Regions from separate parts of the Mus musculus genome. Here region 1 is linked to region 2. A link is a contact called in public HiChIP or PLAC-seq data. All regions are on one chromosome and are shown on one strand. The core of a region is the stretch at or near the end of the contact, and the rest is flanking DNA. Distances in the headings are between cores, read along the strand shown.

Region 1 (3,284 bases), core at 29-2,528, 220 kb before region 2:
GAAACCCTGTCTCGAAAAACCAAAAAAAAAAAAAAAAAAAGAAAAGAAAAAGAGAAGAAAACCAATATTGGGGGGGGGCGGGGTATAGGGAACTTTCGGGCTAGCATTTGAAATGTAAATAAAGAAAATATCTAATAAAAAATCTAAAAAAAAGAAAGAAAACCAATTTTAAGGAAGAAAGCAATGGACTGGGCTGTAGACATGTACTTAAGAGCACTCGCTGCTCCTCCAGAGGACCTGGGTCCAGTTCCCAGTACCCACTTCAGAGGTCTCACAAATGCCTATAATTTCAGCTCCCAGCGATCTCATACCTGCTTCTGGCCTCTGCAGGCACCTGCACTAAGATGCACACATGCGTGTGCAACACATACACATACACACACACACACACACTTTAAAATAACATGAATTTTTAAAAATTGTATAATAAGAGCTAGTGATTAGGAGCACTTGTTGCTCTTTCAGAGGACCCAGGTTCAATTCCCAGCATCTTACAAACATCTTTAACTTCTGGGATCCGAAACCCTCTTCTGGCTTACAGGCACCAGGAATACATGTAGTGCACAGACATACACATAGGCACAGCATTCATTCACATAAGATGAACAATAATAAGCTTGTGCCTTTAATCCCAGCAATTGGGAAGCAGAGGCAGGCAGATTTCTGAGTTCAAGGTTAGCCTGGTTTACAAAGTGAGTTCCAGGACAGCCAGGGCTACACAGAGAAACCCTGTCTCAGAAAAAGAAAGAAGGAAAGAAAGAAAGAAAGAAAGAAAGAAAGAAAGAGAAAGAAAGCAAGCAAATAAAAACGGAAGTTGACATAAATATCTGCAGAAGAGCATAAAGATGGATTGCCTAGTATCTGGGCTGAAAGTCAAAGGGGTTCTCCTCAAAGTGGCACGTCTCCTTACTAGTCAAATATTGCCCCATTGATTTCCCGAGCTAGATCCAAGGAGAAATGTCTTGAGGAAAGTCTGCTGGTAGGATATGCTATTTCCTGACCTCAGGTTTCCTATACTTCTTGAGATTCAGAGCAGTAACAACTCCGTACTTTACACTGTGCACTTTAACGTGTAGTGTTTGATCTCCCCATCAATGCAATCACTTCCATCACTTTATGGATGTCAACATTAAGGACAGCTTGGCCAAGGTCATGCAGTTGGGAATAGAGCTTGCACTTCATACAGCAAATTCTTTTGGCATTCAAAGCTGCCCCATGTAGCCAGTTGCTGGAACTGGAGGGAACTATTGTGTAACTAAACCACAATCACTTAGTGCTCTGTGAATATTACTAGTTCATTTCCTTCCCTGGCTACGTTCCATATGGTCCTACTGCTTTCCCCTCTGCTTGCCTATGCCCTGCCCTGGACACCCTGCTTTGAGTACACAGGCTTTCCAAATCTCTCTTAAGGTGTTATCTGTGGCTCCAACCTGGCTGAGATAAAGGTCAGCACGAGTGGAGCAGCGATATGGAACAATCCAGCCAGCAGATCTGCTGAAATGTTTTCCAAATGTTTGTTCCTACAGGAAGGACAGCAGCCCTCTGCCACGGTGTCACCATGAGCAGGCAGCACATTTTAGAAACGTAGCAGTAGCTTTAAGAATGTGTGTGATATCTCTGTCTCCAGTGCTCTTTCTCTGTCTTGCTCTTTAATTCCACAGTGAACAGGATCAAGAAAGTCCTTTATATAGTAGCTGATGGATAAATGTCTACTGACTAAATACCCCAATGGCAGGTTCTCTGTTTCTCCTACTCTTGTCATGGCTGTGCCTGTGCCTTTTGTTTTCCATCTCTCCCGAGGAAAATGAGAGGAAAATGAAATCATGTGAATTTCTCAGGAAAGCTTACTTGAAAACAGATTTGCATTTTGTTTTCTTTTTTGAGGCAGGGTCTCCCTATATACCCTTAGCTGGTCAGGAATTCAGTATGTAGACCAGGGTACCTTCACAGAGATAGATCTTCCTGCCTCTTTCTTGAGAGTGCTTAAGGCATGCACTACTATGCCCATCACTAAGATATACTTTTTAAAGATTTTGAGAGCTGATATTCTGAGTTTCCTGTCAAATATTTAAGTCTATCGTCATCATCTTATAATAAGCATCTCCTTGGTGGTTTCTATCATGTAGCCCATAATTTTTCTTTTATTTTTATCTTTTTTTTTTTTTGAGACTATGTCTTGCAATATAGCCTATCCTGGCTTGATGTTCACTCTAACCCTTGCTGGCCTCATCTGCTGCTTAAGAGCCTGTGACCCCAGGCTTTACTAGTGATCTTTCTATAGTCCAAGTCTGGACACACTTTTGCTGTGTTAACCTGCCAGGCATCTTAGTCAGCAGACAAAGTCCAAATGCTTGACCTGCCTCCGCTAGCTTGGTTATCGATTTGTGATAAATCTCCCCTTATCTCTCAGCCTCCTTTGCTGCTGGATCACAAAGCTCACCATCCTGTCGAGTCCTGCAAACTCTTGTGACCCAGAAGCCCCTGAGACCCAGAAAGCTGTTTTCTTCCACCCCAGCCTGCCCCACCGCACCCCTTTGTCAGAGTCACTACCGCTGAGCCTGCAGGGTTTTTGCAGTGTGCCTACTTGAAATGCTGCTCTTGAAACACTCTGTCACTCACAGCCAAACTCTTGATGGGCTGTGCCTTTCCTTAGCCTCTGCCATGCTGGAGTATGGGTCTCACTTGTGTTCAGCTTGGCTGTATTCATACTCACAGAGTCTGTACCCCTATTCTGTCTTCAACTTCGTTTATACATCTGATAGATCTCCTATGTAAAGAAAAAACAAGCATCCTTAGTTTTATAGTGAAAAGAACAGAGGGCTGTCAAGATGGCTCAGCAGGTAAGGACACTTGCTGCTAAACCCTACAACCTGAGTTGGAATGCTAAGAGCATGGCAGAAGAGAACAAGCTGTCCTCTGACCTCTCTGCAGAAGGCCCAATAAACAAACAAACAAAGGAAATAATATAGTTGGTCTTAATTCCCCTCCTTATGCAAGTCTATCTAATCTGGTAACACAAACTACCCCTGCTCTCTCTCTGACCTGTGTGACTGGTTTTCCCAGCTTGGAATATGTTTTAGTCTGGTTCTGTCTCCTTCCACCATATGGGCTCCAGGGACAGAACTCGGGTTGTCAGACAGGATGGAGAGCACATTTACGCACCAGCCCATCTCTTCTCTTTTTTGATATGGGTCTTGTGTAGCCTAGGCTGACCTCAAACTTGTCTTGAACTATTTTTTTTTTAAGATTGATTGGTTGATTGATTGATTGATTGATTGATTGAT
Region 2 (3,262 bases), core at 190-2,689:
TAGAATTTCAAGCATAAATGAATATTGTAAAATCGTTAATTTTGAACTATTTTGCAACATAGCTACCAATTTAGTGGACTTTTAATATTGTATGTTGGGGATGCGAGAGTTGATGAATGCCTCTCCAGGCTAAGGATGACTCAGCTTTAAGGTGTTTACCATTTCAGAGGTACAGCAGAAACCCCATTCCAGAAAGGGTCCTTTCTAGCTGTAGGTGTGGGTTGGGGCTTGGGGAGGAGCCTCTAGAGATGCCAGGCTGCAAATGGAAGCTGGGAATGTGTGGACCCTTTGTAAATCTGTATCCAGTCCCCAGATGAAATTGTGACTTCCCAAGCATTGAACCCTGGTGTCCCGATCCTATCTGCTCAGAAGTACGTACACACCTTCGTGAAAGGAACATTTTTTTAGACAGATCATCATACCCTGTTCCCATCCTAGCCCATCAGTTACCTGTTTTACACCAAAAGTAGTCTTTAGGTGTGGTATTTTCTTTTGTGCCATTTTAGGGTGGAGAGGGTGGGCAAGATGGAGTCAGTCAATCAGGACTTAATTCTTCCTTGTGTTGTGTGTGTGTTTTTCTTCCTCCTTTTTGTTTTTTTAAAATTTCTCCCCCCCCCCCCCCCCCCATTGCACCAGAGTATGAAATAGCTTCCGGGTTCTCTGGCTCTGATCTGGGCAGGTGATTGTGGTCACACTCTGACAACACTAGGGGTCTAAACTGACTCCTCTTGTAGACTTACCATTATTATTATTATTTTTTTTTTAGCAGTTTAATGGGTACATTATAGAGTCTTCCATTTTGAGTGGAATTAGCTCCTCCCCTTCAAACGCTGTAATTAACATCACTTAAAATAAAACTTGAGAAAAATACTGAAATCTCAAAACGAAGCAAAACCAAAAAAGGGAACAGTCATCATTATCACTACTACAGAGAGAGCATTGGTAAAATGAAATACAAATTGTGGAATATGAGCTGGCAAGATGGCTCACTGTGCAACAACAGTGCACAACAGTGGTTAGAATGACAAATGTCCCCATAGGCTCAGATATTCAAAGTCGGTTCTAGGTAGGTGGCGCTGTTTTGGGGTGTTCAGGAAGTGCAGCCTGGCTGAGGGAGCACATCACTTGTGGGCTTTAACTTCCAGTTTCCCTCTCTGCTTGGCACTCGCTGTTAAAGATGTGATCTCCCAGCTTCCTGCTCCTCACGTCATGCCTGACACTTGAAGCCATGCCTCCACCCCACAGTGATGGCTTCGTTCTCAGTGGCATAAGCCAAGATACACACGCTCTCTTCCTTAGGTTGCCCTTGGTCATGGTGTTTTAATCACAACAACAGCAAAAGTAACTAACACACACTCACACTAATACACACACTCAAATGAATTAGTTAACATTGGAAGCCAGTTCAGTAGACAGAGCAGCGGGTGTTGGTGACTCAGAGTTTTGTGTACCAATGGTTTCCAGGAAATACTGGACATATTGCTCACTGCAGAGAAGGGGGTATATGCTATGGGATGCCATGAGAATTCCCAGTTAGAACCAGTTCTAGAGTTTGGGCTTTGGTTATGTGGTAGGAAAGGAGGGTGTGTTGTGGGCAATGTGAACCCTCTGGCTGGGCTTATGAATAAGCTCGTGTTTAGGAAATGCGCCTAGGACAGTGTTGTGGATAGCCCTGGGGCTAATTATACCCCCAAACCTTAGAAACCGCAAGTTCTAAAGGGTCTCATAGATGGAGAAGATGGTAGTGCAGCGGTAGATCTGCCCAATCTAGGCGCACAGCATGTATTCATATTAATTGAGTTGTGTTTTCATTGCCAGGGCATATTTGGGTGGAGATTTACTGCAACTACTACTGATCTTCTTGTCTCAGCCTCCCGAGTAGGGGACAGGCAGGTGTCACCATGTGGACTGCACTCTTTGCACCTGATGTCAGATTGCCCCAGCAGGGTTTGCTGACTCAGTACACCTTGGACCTTTATCTGAAATCAGTTGGTCATAGCTGAGTGGGTTAATTTCTGGACTCTCAATTCAATTCTATTTCATCAGGTATTTATTTCTCTAAGGCAGGCTCTCTCTGTGTGGCTATCTGCGGAGCACTCTGTCTAGATCAGGCTGACCTCAAACCCACAGAGAGCCTCCTGCCTCCATCTTTCCAATGCTGGGGGTTAAATACATGCGCCACCTTCCCTGTGATCTGTATGACTTTAATATATAAATGCTTTTTCCCGACATCATTTTATTCAGTAGTTCATCTCCAAAACTTTCACATTTTAATCTCGAATTCAGTTGATTTAAAATAAGCCAGGATGAACTTGCTGCACGCAGGGTGGGGGTTGGGGGTGGGGGTGGGGGTGGGGGTGGGGGTGGGAGTTGCTAAAAATCAAGAGCACAGCTGCCGAGCCATAATCATTACGATTTTGGATGATCACAATGACGAGTGCAGATATATAGTAATCTCTAAAGTTTCAAATTTATGAAACTTCAGGCACCCACTTTAATATTTCAGAATAGATGCCACGCAGCAACATAAAAAACAGGGATAGATGCAGGAAGGAATGGATGATCTTTATTTTTTTCTCCTCTTCCTCAGCAACTTACATACAATAAATAACGGTCGTGTATACAGGATTTCTTGTGGGCCTTTTAATTGCATTATAATGGCGACTGGGTGATAATTGCACAGGGATATTTTTTTCTAATATTTTTCTCATTAGCAAAGATCGTTGTTAGGGAGACCAGACATAAAGAGGGACAAACTGGGAGTCTATGTTGGTTTCCTACATTTCGTTGGGCAAAGCGTCATTTCCTTGCCACGGTCTTGCGTCTTGCATTTTTCCCTTGTTAAGTATGATTTACCAGAACCCAATTCTGGCTGTGTTGTTTGAAATAGGGTCTCACCTTACAGCTCAGACTGGCCTCAAATTTACAATCCTCCTGCCTCAGCTTCCTGAATGCTGGAACTATAGGTGAATGCCACTTTCCCTATTTTGCCACCCTCTTACACAGTTAACAATTTGGGGGAGCAGCATCACACACATATAAAAACTAAAAATTCTGTTTAACCGTGTTGGCATCCATCACAGAGAATAAATCACTGCCCCATACTCAAACGACTCCCAGGTACCCATTACTAGAAGTTTCTAAGTCACAGGCTCCTTTAAGTCTTGTTCCCAAGGTCGCAAGGAAAGGAGAGTTGGGACTCGGGGGCAATTTCTGCCGCATTCTGTCTCTGCGCCCTTGCAGAGCTTCCACCGTGTTGGGC

Evidence for each region. HiChIP or PLAC-seq counts read pairs in DNA pulled down with a chosen protein or histone mark.
Region 1: an HNF4G HiChIP or PLAC-seq map of pancreatic cancer cells shows a contact between it and region 2. The contact joins two enhancer-like sites. A contact is called at or near these places in 3 of 484 Hi-C or Micro-C datasets (the Ba/F3 cell line and the G1E-ER4 cell line), 2 of 115 datasets of contacts at active chromatin or transcription factors (embryonic stem cells and pancreatic cancer cells) and 3 of 9 other capture datasets (adipose tissue, embryonic stem cells and pancreatic islet).

The regions. Positions count from the first base shown.
Region 1 is chr6:122,780,420-122,783,703 of GRCm38.p6, reverse strand. It overlaps a transcript of Slc2a3 not described here. Among named protein-coding and RNA genes, the nearest start is that of Foxj2, 38 kb to the left of the region's middle. Within about 2 kb of position 1,278, at least 25 of the 459 cell types and tissues checked have an H3K27ac peak or open chromatin away from gene starts, as enhancers often do. A contact at or near this core is called in pancreatic cancer cells, where this site is marked.
Region 2 is chr6:122,563,463-122,566,724 of GRCm38.p6, reverse strand. It overlaps Aicda (activation-induced cytidine deaminase), which reads right to left. Exons shown (of 5, transcript NM_009645.2): 5 at 2,545-3,262. It also overlaps the pseudogene Gm8459. Among named protein-coding and RNA genes, the nearest start is that of Aicda, 11 kb to the right of the region's middle. Within about 2 kb of position 1,439, at least 26 of the 459 cell types and tissues checked have an H3K27ac peak or open chromatin away from gene starts, as enhancers often do. A contact at or near this core is called in pancreatic cancer cells, where this site is marked.